Linked DNA regions of Capra hircus: region 2 is linked to region 1. The links are chromatin contacts, called in public Hi-C maps. All regions are on one chromosome and are shown on one strand. Each heading gives the region's core, a stretch centred on a gene start, on an enhancer-like site or on the middle of the called end of the contact. The rest is flanking DNA. Distances are from core to core; before and after follow the strand shown.

Region 1 (5,414 bases), core at 779-3,278:
CAAACTGGTTTAAAGTGAAGCGTGATGAAATTCAGTCAGAGGAAGGACTTACCTCGTTGGTTGAAGCCTGGATGGGGTGAGCTGGCACAGGAAGGAGGAAGGGAGGGCTGGGTTCTTGGGGCAGGGCTCATGAATGAGCCGGGCGCTCCCAGCCCGACTGCTCACCTCTGGGATTTGGACAAGTGTCTGGAGCCTGGTGGCTCTGGGTTCATCATGTGCCGTGAACCCTCTCTGGTCCTAACACTGGGCTATGTTCGTCTCTTCCATCTGCTGGGATTTATGCTCCCCTTCATACAGGGTTTGGGGTTTGTGGGCAACTTTGGGAAGGTGCTGTGGGGTTTCCATGACATCTACCAGTTCCAGCTCTTTCCTGCCTTGGTTTCCCTTTGATGACCTTGTGAGAGGAAGCCAACCAGAGGGGGTCTGCCCAGTGCCACATCCTTGGCTCAGGGACCAAGGAGGCCTCCAGGATCTGGGCCCTGGGATGGTGATGTGGAAGGGCCTTGGGGAGAGTGTCTGGTGGCAAGTCCCCAGCACAGACTGGGGGACAAAGAGGGATGCGATCCTGTTGCCAGCATTTTTGTTTTGTTTTGACCACGCCGCATAGCATGTGGGACTTTAATTCTGCAACCAGGGATCAAACCCGTGCTCTCACAGTGGGAGCGCAGAGCCTTCACCACTGGGCCACAAGGGAAGCCCTGTGTCCAAAGGGGCATCCACTCCACAGGTACAAGAACCACATGAAGGTTGTGAGTTGGAGCCCTGGTGCCCCCCAGCTGAGGTTATCAGCCCAGTGGGTCACCCTTGTCCAGTCTCTGGTCCCATCATGGTCCTTACTTCCTGGACCGCTTCTTGCTTCACTGGGGGACTGATGCCAAGCACACCATGGTGAGAAAGCTGCTCATCACCACTCCAAACCTGGGCCAGGACCCTCGCCTGGGCCTAAAATTTAAGGGGGTGCAAACTGCCTGCAATGCAGGAAACTTGGGTTTGACCCTTGGGTCAGAAAGATCCCCTGGGGTGGGAAATGGCTACCCAATCCAGTATTCTTGCCTGGGAAATCCCGTGGACAGAGGAGCCTGGCGGGCTACAGTCCATGGGGTTGCAAAAAAAGTCGGACACAACTGAGCAACTGAGCACGCACACACACAAATTTGGTCATGGAGGTAATGTTTGTGCTAAGAATGTTTGCTGGAAGACCAGTGAATTCCCAGCAGTTGTAAGAACTAACATTTCCCCTAGTGGTAACATTGTGCAAAAGTCTATTACAATGTCACGAGCAGGATCCTGACATGCTACAATCTTATTAGCAAGTAACCACTTTCTGTTATTCACTTGTGTGTTTGCAGTTCCTCCTCCCTTTGGTCTCAAAGTAAAACAAAACTCCACTTATTTCTTGTGCTCACTTGAAAATATTGGGTTGCCCAAAAAGTTTGTTTGGGTTTTTCTCTAAGATGTCATGGAAAAACCTGAACAGACTTTTGGGCCAACCCAGGAGAAGGTATCGGGGGGCCATGGAAGCAGGTGCCTTCTGGTAGGACCTCCTGGAGCAGTGAGCCTGTTCTCTGTCTTTGCAGCTATCAACCACACGTGGCTACTGAGCGGGTGCAACGTGGCCAGTGCGGTTGAGTTCCCTTTCATTTATTTATTAATACATTTCTTTGGTCTAGGGGGGCTACTGTCCTCCCTACCCCTTTGGAGAATGCAGGTCACAAGGCCCAGTATCTGTGTTTCACCCCCAGTCCTTGGTTGATCCTCAGTCTGTTTGTCCTGAGCCTCAGCCATATGGTTGGTGCTCAATAAATGTAGTGGGACAGGCTGAGTGAGTGAGGGATCTGGATGGGTGGTCTCTCCTGGCCTTCTAATCAGCTCCATATGGTTCTGGCCCTGGCATGTGAGACTGGGTTTGTGCTCAATATGCCCATCTGGAAAATGGGTCAGGGCACTGGAGTACCAGGAGAGTAGGGTCCCCCATCCTTCACACCTTTACCCCTTGCTGGTGCAGATCCTTGGGTCTCACTCCCCCTGATGGCCACATAAGGGAATACACCCCATCTGCAGAGGTGTGCCGCTGGTGGTCGCTCAGATGGTAAAGAATCTGCCTGCAGTGCAGAAAACCCAGGTTCCACCTTTGGGTCAGGAAGATCCTCCGGACAAGGGAATGCAACCCACTCCAGTATCCTTGCCTGGAGAATCCCATGGGCAGAGGAGCCTGTGGGCTACAGTTCATGGGTTGCAGAGAGTCGGACACGACTGAGCGACTAACACACATGCACACCCCACCAGGATGCACACCACAGAGCAAGACATGGAAGCAGGGCTCAGGGACCCAGTGGGAGCGGGAGCACCCTAAGCCCTGCATTTGAGACTGGGGGCGCTCTGGGTATCTCAGCAGGGAGGAGGTGTCTCAGATGGGGACACGGAGGAAGTGCAGCCGTGGGAGTCACCCGCCCGCAGGCGTGGAGCGGATGTGTCCTTAGCTGGAGCGCGGCCTCCCTCACACTCTCCTCTCTGCCTGTCTTCCTGTCGTTAAGGAAGTTACGTGTTTGTCAGTTCCACATCAGAACCACTTTACATCCCAGAATAAACATATGTAAAATATATTTGCACCATGGGCTGAAAAGGAATCCCAAGGGAATAAATGTTTCAATTTGCAATGTCCATGGTTTTCCTGATAGCCAGGGGTGGCGCGGGCCCTGCCAACAGAGTAACCGTCCTCCCACTGCCATGGGACCCGGGGCATCCCCGTGCCCAGTGTGTCAGGTCACGTCACCTGCAGGCCTACCCTTTGGAGTGCTTGTCTGGTCTTGTTTGTTTTGCCTTCTTGGCTGAGCGTGTTTGGTATCAGGGGCCTCCCCTGGCTCAGGGAGGAGCCAGGAAGGGGCAACTTCACCTTGTGAGGAATTTAGGTGCCCAGAACCTTCTGGGAGACGAGGACTTGGAGGCAAGGGAGCAGCAGAGGTTGAGGGAGCTCAGGTGACTGAGCCCCAGACCTCCTACCTCTCCAGAGGTGTAAGAGCTTTCTCAGTCGCTCGTTCGCTCCCTTGCTCATTCTTCCTTTCTTCTATGTTTGGTTGCACCTTGAGGCATGTGGGATCTTAATTCCCTGACCAGAGATCAAACCTGGGCCCCTGCACTGGAAGCATGGAGTCCTAACCTCTAGGGAAGCCCCAGGAGGTAGAAGGTTTATCTTCAAACCCTGCATTGAGGGCCATTTGGGTGGAACTGCCAGTCTTGGTTGCCTGTCTTGTTCGTTCCCTTCCATTTATTTATTTACTGAATTAAAAAAATGTTTGTTATTGAATTGTAAGTTGATTTACAACATGGTGGTAATTTCTGCTGTCCAGCAAAGTAATTCAGTTATACACATATATACGTTTTTTTTTAAGTCACCACTTTTAATTAATTAATTTGGCTGCCTCGAGTCTAGTTTTGATATGTGGAGCTAGTTGCTTTGAGGCACGTGGGATCTTAGTTCCCTGACCAGCGATGGAACCTGAGTCCCCTGAATTGGAAGGTGGATTCTTAACCATTGGATCACCAGGAAAATGCCCGTTCTTTTTTTTTTGTTTGTTTGTTTGTTTTCTTTTCCGTTGTGTTTTATCACAGGATATTAAATAGAGTTTCCTGTGCTATGCAGTAGGACCTTGTTTACCCATCCTATATGTAATAGTTTGCATCTGCTAGCCTCAAGCTCCCAATCCTTCCCTCTCCTACCCTCTTCCCCCTTGGCAACCGTAAGTCTGTTCTCTATGTCTGGGAGTGTGTTTCTGTTTCACAGATAGGTTCATTTGTGCCATGAGCCAGTGTGAGGAACTCCGCCCTTGGCAAAGGTCATGAGGAAGGAGCCTCGGCATTACGCAAAGGCGAGATCGAGCCTCAGGAGACCCCCTGTTCCCGAGCATCTACCCCCAAAACCAGAGTCTGTTTTATGCTCTCACCTACACCTCTGACTTTACGGGGGGCTGTCCTCCATCACCATTTCTCTCGGAGAAGGAGTTAACTTGCAGCTCCAGTTAATAAAAATTCCTGGGCGTAACAAGAGTGTTTCAACTTACGAACTCGTCTGAAGGTTATCTAGCCTGCCTGAGCGAGTTCCTCTGGCCACATGTGATTGTTTACAGCCTCTCAACCGTGAGAGGCACGAGATGCTTTAAAACTTTCTAAATATAGACTCTTTTGAGAAGTTAGAAAATTATTAGTATAGTATAGTAGATTGATTAGAAATTATATTGCTAAAAGGTTTTTCATTTGTTGAGACAATATTTGCTGCTAAATCTCCATATTCCCTGCCCTTATAATGAATATAACTAGCATATAGGAGAAATAAGTATTAACCTTTAAGATTAATCATGTTAAACCTTAGGCTAAGTAAATTCCTTTCTTGATTGTAACCCACTACACCCTCACCCTATAGGAATGCAACTTTATTTGGAGGGTGGCGCTTGGTTTAAGAAAAAATCACCCCTGGAAAAAATAAGTTTTCTGGTTGACTGACCGTTATCAGAAAGGGCCATAAAATGTAAGCAGGCCTCATGGCCAGAAGATGATGTAAAACCCATAAGACCTTTGTATACATTTATATGAAGCACCTGATTTTGACAAAGGTCAGGTCTGCTGACCCCCGCGTGACTCTGTATTCATCCCTATGTATAACAAAAAGTATATAAGCAAACCTGAAAAATAAAGAAATGGGATCAGTTTCTGGAAAGACTGATTCCCCTGTGCCATTCTTTCCCCTTCTGGCTGAATTCCCATCTGGTACGTGGGTACTCACCAAGCCTGCTAATTTTGCCTGGGCTTCTAAGATCGGACCGGGGAGGCCTCAGTGCCTCCTCTCCTTCAGGAGAATGGAAAGACGCCTGTGGCCTACGTAGGTGGTGATTGGTATTCCACGTGAACCAAGTTTTTCAGCCTCCTTTTCTCCACTAATTTTCCTACTACACTATCCGTTTCTAAGCTCTCTATATATCCATAATTAACTAAGTTTTTTCCTAGGACGTCTGCTCCGTCTCCCCTGCGAATTACCCTGGATCCACCGGGGCTGGACCCAGGCACGTTTGTGCTGTGTTTTATTCATTCAGTATTTCTGGCTGTGCTGTGTCTTCCTTGCTGCCTGGGCTTTTCTCTGGTTGTGGCAAGGGGGCGCTGTTCTTCGTTGCAGTGTGCAGGCTGCTCACTGTGGTGGCCTCTCTTGTTGCAGAGCACAGGCTCTGGGGTTCGAGGGCTCCAGCAGTTGCGGCACATGAGCTCAGTAGTCATGGTCCCCAGGCTCCAGAGTATTTACGGCACACGGGCTCAGTTGCTCTGTGGCATGTGGGATCCTCCTAGACCAGGAAGTGAACCCATGTCTCCTGCATTGACAGGTGGCTTCTTTACCACTGAACCTCTAGGGAAGCCCTGTGCTGTATTTC
Region 2 (5,414 bases), core at 1,483-3,982, 48 kb before region 1:
TGCCCCAGCTGGTGAGCTCCTGACTTCCTGGAATTACGAGGTTCAGGCTGCTTAAGCCAAAAAGGGGAATCTGACTTCAGAAGCCAGGTTCTGGGAAGGAGATGGTCATTCCTGTGGCTGCTGAGTCCTAAATAATACATCCAGGGCTGGGCTGCTTTCCATGGGGGGCCATCCTGGGCACTCTCTGTGGGATGTGGAGCAATATCCCTGGCCCCATCCATTCAGTGCCAGGAGTGCCCCATTCTCCTGTGGTCGCTGGGGGGCAGGGTCACTGCATTTGAGACCCATGGCTGTAGCTGAGCATGGAGGGAGCTCTCCCAATGCCTGGAGAGACTGTGTTGCCTGGTGGATACCCTCCCCACAGACTGGGGTCAGTGCGCAGGCAAGTCACGAGGACCCTGATGTTGAGAGGAAGTTTGGGCAGCCAGAAAAGGTGGGGCTTGTGGTGGATGGAAGTTTGGAGGCATGGTTTCTTGTGTATTCCCTTTCTGACACTCAGTTCTCCAGTCAGTCAACCACGCAGTGAAGGCTTCTGCAGCTTTGGAACAAGTCCTCAGAAGGAAGAGGTGTGACTCCTTCATGGACACACCACCCACAACCTCTCCTGCATTTCTCTCCTTTCTGTCCCCCGACCCCCAACACCGTTTTGTTGAACAGAGAATCTGTGTTTGCCCCCGTGGGGAACTGAGACAGAGGGAGGAGCTTCAAAGGAGAATCATGGCGCTGGGCTGTGGACACCTGGCAGCCCCTCTTTGTCTTGGCAGAGCAGAGGACAGTAGAGGTGGGGACAGCTGGGCCTAGATCCCAGGCCATCTCTTATCTGCCATGGGCTCAGGGCTCTCAGAGGCACCAGGAAGGGTCCTTGCTGCCTCGCCCCCCCGCTTCCTGTGAGGCCAGTGATCCTGGTCATCCCGCGGCTTGGAGGGCTTGTAGACGCAGCACGTGATCTCTGCCTCCGCCACATGGCTGTCTGTGTCTGTGTCCAGATCCCTTCTTCTTGTGGGACACGGTGACCTCAACTTAAGTACGTCTGCAGTGGTCCTGCTTCCACATGGGATCACTTCACCTGTTAAGACTTCAGCACATCTTTTGAGGGGGGATGTGATTCTGCTTATAAAAGGGCGATAGGAGATAACTGCTGATGGGCATGGGGTTTCTTTGTGGGGTGATAAGAATGTTCTGGAATTAGGTAGTGGTGATGGTTGCACAGTTCATGATTTTACTAAAATCCATTGAACTGTGTAGGTTTATAGTCATGTGAATTATATATCAGTTGGCTTTTGTGGGGGAAAAAAAGGATTACTAGGAGGGCTGGACTATAGCGAGCCCATCTAAAGCACCTGGCCTTTGTTGTATCCTTCAGGATGCAGGCAGCCTCCCCACCCAGGGAGCAGTCTCAGTATTTAAACACAAACATTTAGACTATGGGAGACAGCCCTGAGGCGCAACCATCTTTAACAGGACAGATCCTGGGCTGTGAGCATCTCCTAGCCAGCCACAAAGGCTGCTGGGCCAGGGGCAGGGTTTACACACAACAGTGGCAAATGTCATCAGCCAGGCAGGATGTGGAGGCACCGGAAGGAAGTGGCGACGGGGCTGAGGTGTGGCGGTTGCCAACAGGAACTGTGTTTTGTTTTTAGAAAAAGAACAGGGGTGGGTGGGTGTGTGCTGGGGCAGGGGAATTTTGTCATTTTAACCTTTGTCACTCTTGGAGTTTGTAAGTGCCACATTCATCTAGTGTGCAGGAAGACCCAGGGGAGCCCCTTGTGCTGGATTCCGAGAAGCCTCTCCTGGTTTTCTCTTTGCTGCCCTTGGAGGTCTTCTAAGAGAGGGCAGAAACCCGGGATCTCCAGAAACGGTACCTGGGATTTTGGCGGCAGGAGGCTGCTGCAGTGACTCCGGGGTGCTTCTCAAGGAAAAGGCACTTTCCAGTGGCTGCCCACTCCTTGGTCATAGGAACCCAAGGGAGTGTGTTTTTTATAGAAAGTGCTGTTTGGTTTTGATGGGAGCTCTGTCCATCCAGGAAGTTTTTCAAAAATCATTGCTTCCACTTAAAAAAAAAACCCTCCCACTTTCTCAGGAGACAGAAAGGTAGGCAGGAGCCTTATAAGCCTGCTTCATCACCCTGCCCCATCTTCTAGAACCATCCTGGTGCGGGTCTGGTCCGTGGCTTGACGGGCTGTAGATAGAGCTGTGGGGTCGCCCGGGTCAGTGGGGTCCCTGCCTGCTTCTCACCACCCCACAGCCTGTGCCTGTCTGACAGGTCACGTGGCCCCAGAGACCCCAGAGTCAATAGAAGGTAGCAGTGGGGTGCGGGCAGGTTGCATTTTTCTTGGTGTTGTGGTTCTCTGTGAGGGTGAGAAGGCCGGCTATAGGGCAGATAAGGAGCCTGGACACCTGCGTGCACAGAGGCCGCTGTGGGGGCTCAGGGGCCAGCCCAGGCCAACCCCACTCTGGCTGGATGAGGGATAGCACCCTGCTTTGTCTTCTCATGGCCTAAGTGAGGCTGCATTCAGCCCGGGCAGAGGGTGTTTGGAGGCTAAAGTGAATCGTGGGTGAGAAATTGCTGGCAGGCGGTAGGTGCAGGGGAGGGCAGCTTGGATTGCTGGTCAGTCCACACACGGGGACTGTCCCTTGACCTGCTCTTGGAGTGGCCCTGAGAGCTGCTTGGTTTACAGATGAACCACCTGGCGGGTGCACAGCCCCTCGGCAGTTAGCGGTCATGGTCGGGGGGCAGGTGGAGGCGCAGGGCCCCCACCCGCCACATCCAGCACAAGTGCCCTCATACAGAGGAGTCCCTGCTGCCCAGCACAGGGGATGCGACTAGTCTCTGCAACAGAGGGTCAGGGCAGGTGGCCTCTTAACCGGGGCCTCCTGGGGGTCTCAGATCATCCATGTTGGGAGAAAAACGGCAGCTGGGCTCTTTGTGGCTACCCTCCCTTTTTGGAGGCACCTCTTCCTGCCCTCCAGGCCCTAGGCACAGGTCTCTACCATACCTCCAGAACCGGGGAGGGTCAGAACCGGAGGCACCTACACCAGACTGCAGGTGCGGCAGAGGTGCCTGGTGCGGGAGCAGCCCCAGCTAGGAGGGATTTGGCCCTGGATTTGGGATGAAGAGTGGAGGGTGGGGCAGTGGAGGTGGGTGGCCAGGCAGAAGGGACCACAGTTTCATCCCCACGGTCCAGGGTGCAAACACTGACTCCTTCTGCTACCAGCTGTGCAGCCTAACAGTGATTTACTCATTAACTGGGTAGTAGTTAATGGTGACCACTAGTAGTTAATGGTTAGTACTGAGTCACCATCTTCTAGCCCAGTGTTTCTCACCTGGGATGCTCCTGCCCTCAGGGGATACTGGATCACATCTGGGGACATCTGTGGTCGTCACAACGGGGGATGCTCCTCACATGAGGGGGCAGGGCTGCTGCTCACCCCCATAGTGCCCAGGGTGGCCCCAGTGTCAGTAGTGGCAAGTCTGGGCTTCAGTCTTTCCAACTTTAAAGTAGGGTTCTGCTTTGCTCTGTGGGTTACCGTGACTGCCTCACTGGGCGTTAACCAAGGTGGCAGGAAGTGATGCTGGTGGCTGGGGCCTCAGGGGCAGCTCTTCTGGTCTCTGGACAGGCCTCCTCGTGCAGAGCACAGGTGGCTTCCTGCCCCGTCGCCAGGCGGCCTGACGGCGCGCGTTCCCTCTCTCACACGTCAGCGCCTGCGCCTTTCACCCGTGTGGTCTTCTGAGTTTGTGCTGTCACCTCGCACGGTAAGCAGATTGTACAGGCAGTTCTGGCCCCAGCTTGAACCCAGAGGGAAATGGCCTGTTCTTTGTGGTTCCCAGAGCAGCACTTCAGCCCACACTTGCTCTGTCTCCTCACCCTACTTTAAAAATAACAGCTTTCCTGGCTCTCATTGATGTTCCAGACTCTCCGCCTTTCATGTGTGCAGTCCGCTGTTTTCAGTCCATTCACATTGTCTGCAACACCACCTCTCTCCAGTTCCAGAACATTCTGTCACCTCCGAAGAAACCTTGTTCCCGTCAGCAGTCACCCCATCCCTTGGCCCAGCCCCTGACCACCAGGAACCCACTCCCTGTGTCTGCAGATCTGCCTGCTCTGCACGTTTCCCATCAGTGGAGTCACCCTGTGTGTCCTTCTGTGTCTGCTTCTCTCACTGAGCACCGTGTCCTCAGGGTCTGTCCATGTGGTAACGAGTGTCAGGGCTTCTCTCCTTTCCATGGCTGAGTGATGCTTCCATGTGTGGATCAGCTCACCCACTACTGGGCATTTGGGTGTCTCCACCTTTTGGCTGTTAGGAATCATGCTGCTGGACACACTTACGTACAGGTTTTTGTGTGGACATGTGTCGCCCACAAGTGTTATCACTTGGATGGACGCTTAGGAGAGAGCTGCTGGTGAGATGGTAACTGCAGTTTTTAAACTGCTGGGCTCTTTTCCTCAGCAGCCACCCCATTTTACATTACCCCAGCAACGCAGGAGGGTTCCTGTTGACTGTCCGGTTTGATTACGCTGTCCTCGTTGGGGGCGGCAGGTCCCTCCCCTCCTCACTGGGCTCCCTACATCTGGCTCCATTCCTGGATGCTCAGTCTCTGTGTTTTGCATAGTTCATGCTGCTTTGAATCAACCTTCCAGTACCCGCAGTGTCAAGTGGGGCCCAGAAGAATGAGCAGGCTTCACCTACCAGTGGGGAGGACAGATGGTCCCCAGCCTGCGTGTAGCCAGGGCCCGAGTGACCCAGTTGTGTCAGCTGTGAGTTACCCTCCCTGGCATTCCTTCAGATGTTCTGTGTAGCCTCTGTCTGAGTTTCCAATGGCTGCTGTAACAAATCACCACAGACTTTGTAGCCCAAACCACACAGATTATCCTCTTACAGTTCGAGAGGTTGAGTCCAACTCAGGCCTCTCAGGGCTAAAATCCAGGTGTGGGCAGGGCCGGTCCCTCCGGAGGCTCCGGGGGAGCTTCGGCTCCTGCCTTTTCCAGCTTCTAGAGGCGCCGCATCCCTGGCTTGCAGCCCCTCCCTCCATCCTCCCAGTCAGCAGAGCAGCATCTCCCGTTTCTCTGCCTCTGACTCTGTTAGCAGGCCCTGTGGACATGCGGAGGACACAGAAGAGGGAAAGAGGTAGGGTCAGGGTTGCGCCTGCCCAAAGGGGAGAGGTGCTGGACCCCTCCTTTGGACCCCGCCCTCCACACTCCATGCTCCAGAAGAAGTACTCTGTGGGCCCAGCTTACTGCCATCCCTCTCACTTGAGACCAGAACAACCTCTTTCTTGTTAGTTTCTCATAACTCAAGAGTCAGAATTATTCCTGGCTCTACAGGCAGGACACCCTGGCTAGAACACTGGTGTGTGCCCTTCACATTATCCGTCCAGCCTCTGGAATTAACCCAGAAGTGCCAGGAGGCCCAGG

What was found. A called contact is a pair of places that touch in the nucleus more often than the background predicts.
Region 2: a contact with region 1 is called in a Hi-C map of blood, with 2.7 times the contacts expected there. The contact joins two enhancer-like sites. A contact is called at or near these places in 2 of 5 Hi-C or Micro-C datasets (both in blood).

What each region holds. Positions count from the first base shown.
Region 1 is chr7:89,064,110-89,069,523 of ARS1.2, reverse strand. No RefSeq gene overlaps it. Among named protein-coding and RNA genes, the nearest start is that of MKNK2, 18 kb to the left of the region's middle. Within about 2 kb of position 2,028, at least 3 of the 5 cell types and tissues checked have an H3K27ac peak or open chromatin away from gene starts, as enhancers often do.
Region 2 is chr7:89,112,514-89,117,927 of ARS1.2, reverse strand. All of the region lies in intron 1 of MOB3A (MOB kinase activator 3A), which reads left to right. Among named protein-coding and RNA genes, the nearest start is that of MOB3A, 6.5 kb to the left of the region's middle. Within about 2 kb of position 2,732, at least 1 of the 5 cell types and tissues checked has an H3K27ac peak or open chromatin away from gene starts, as enhancers often do.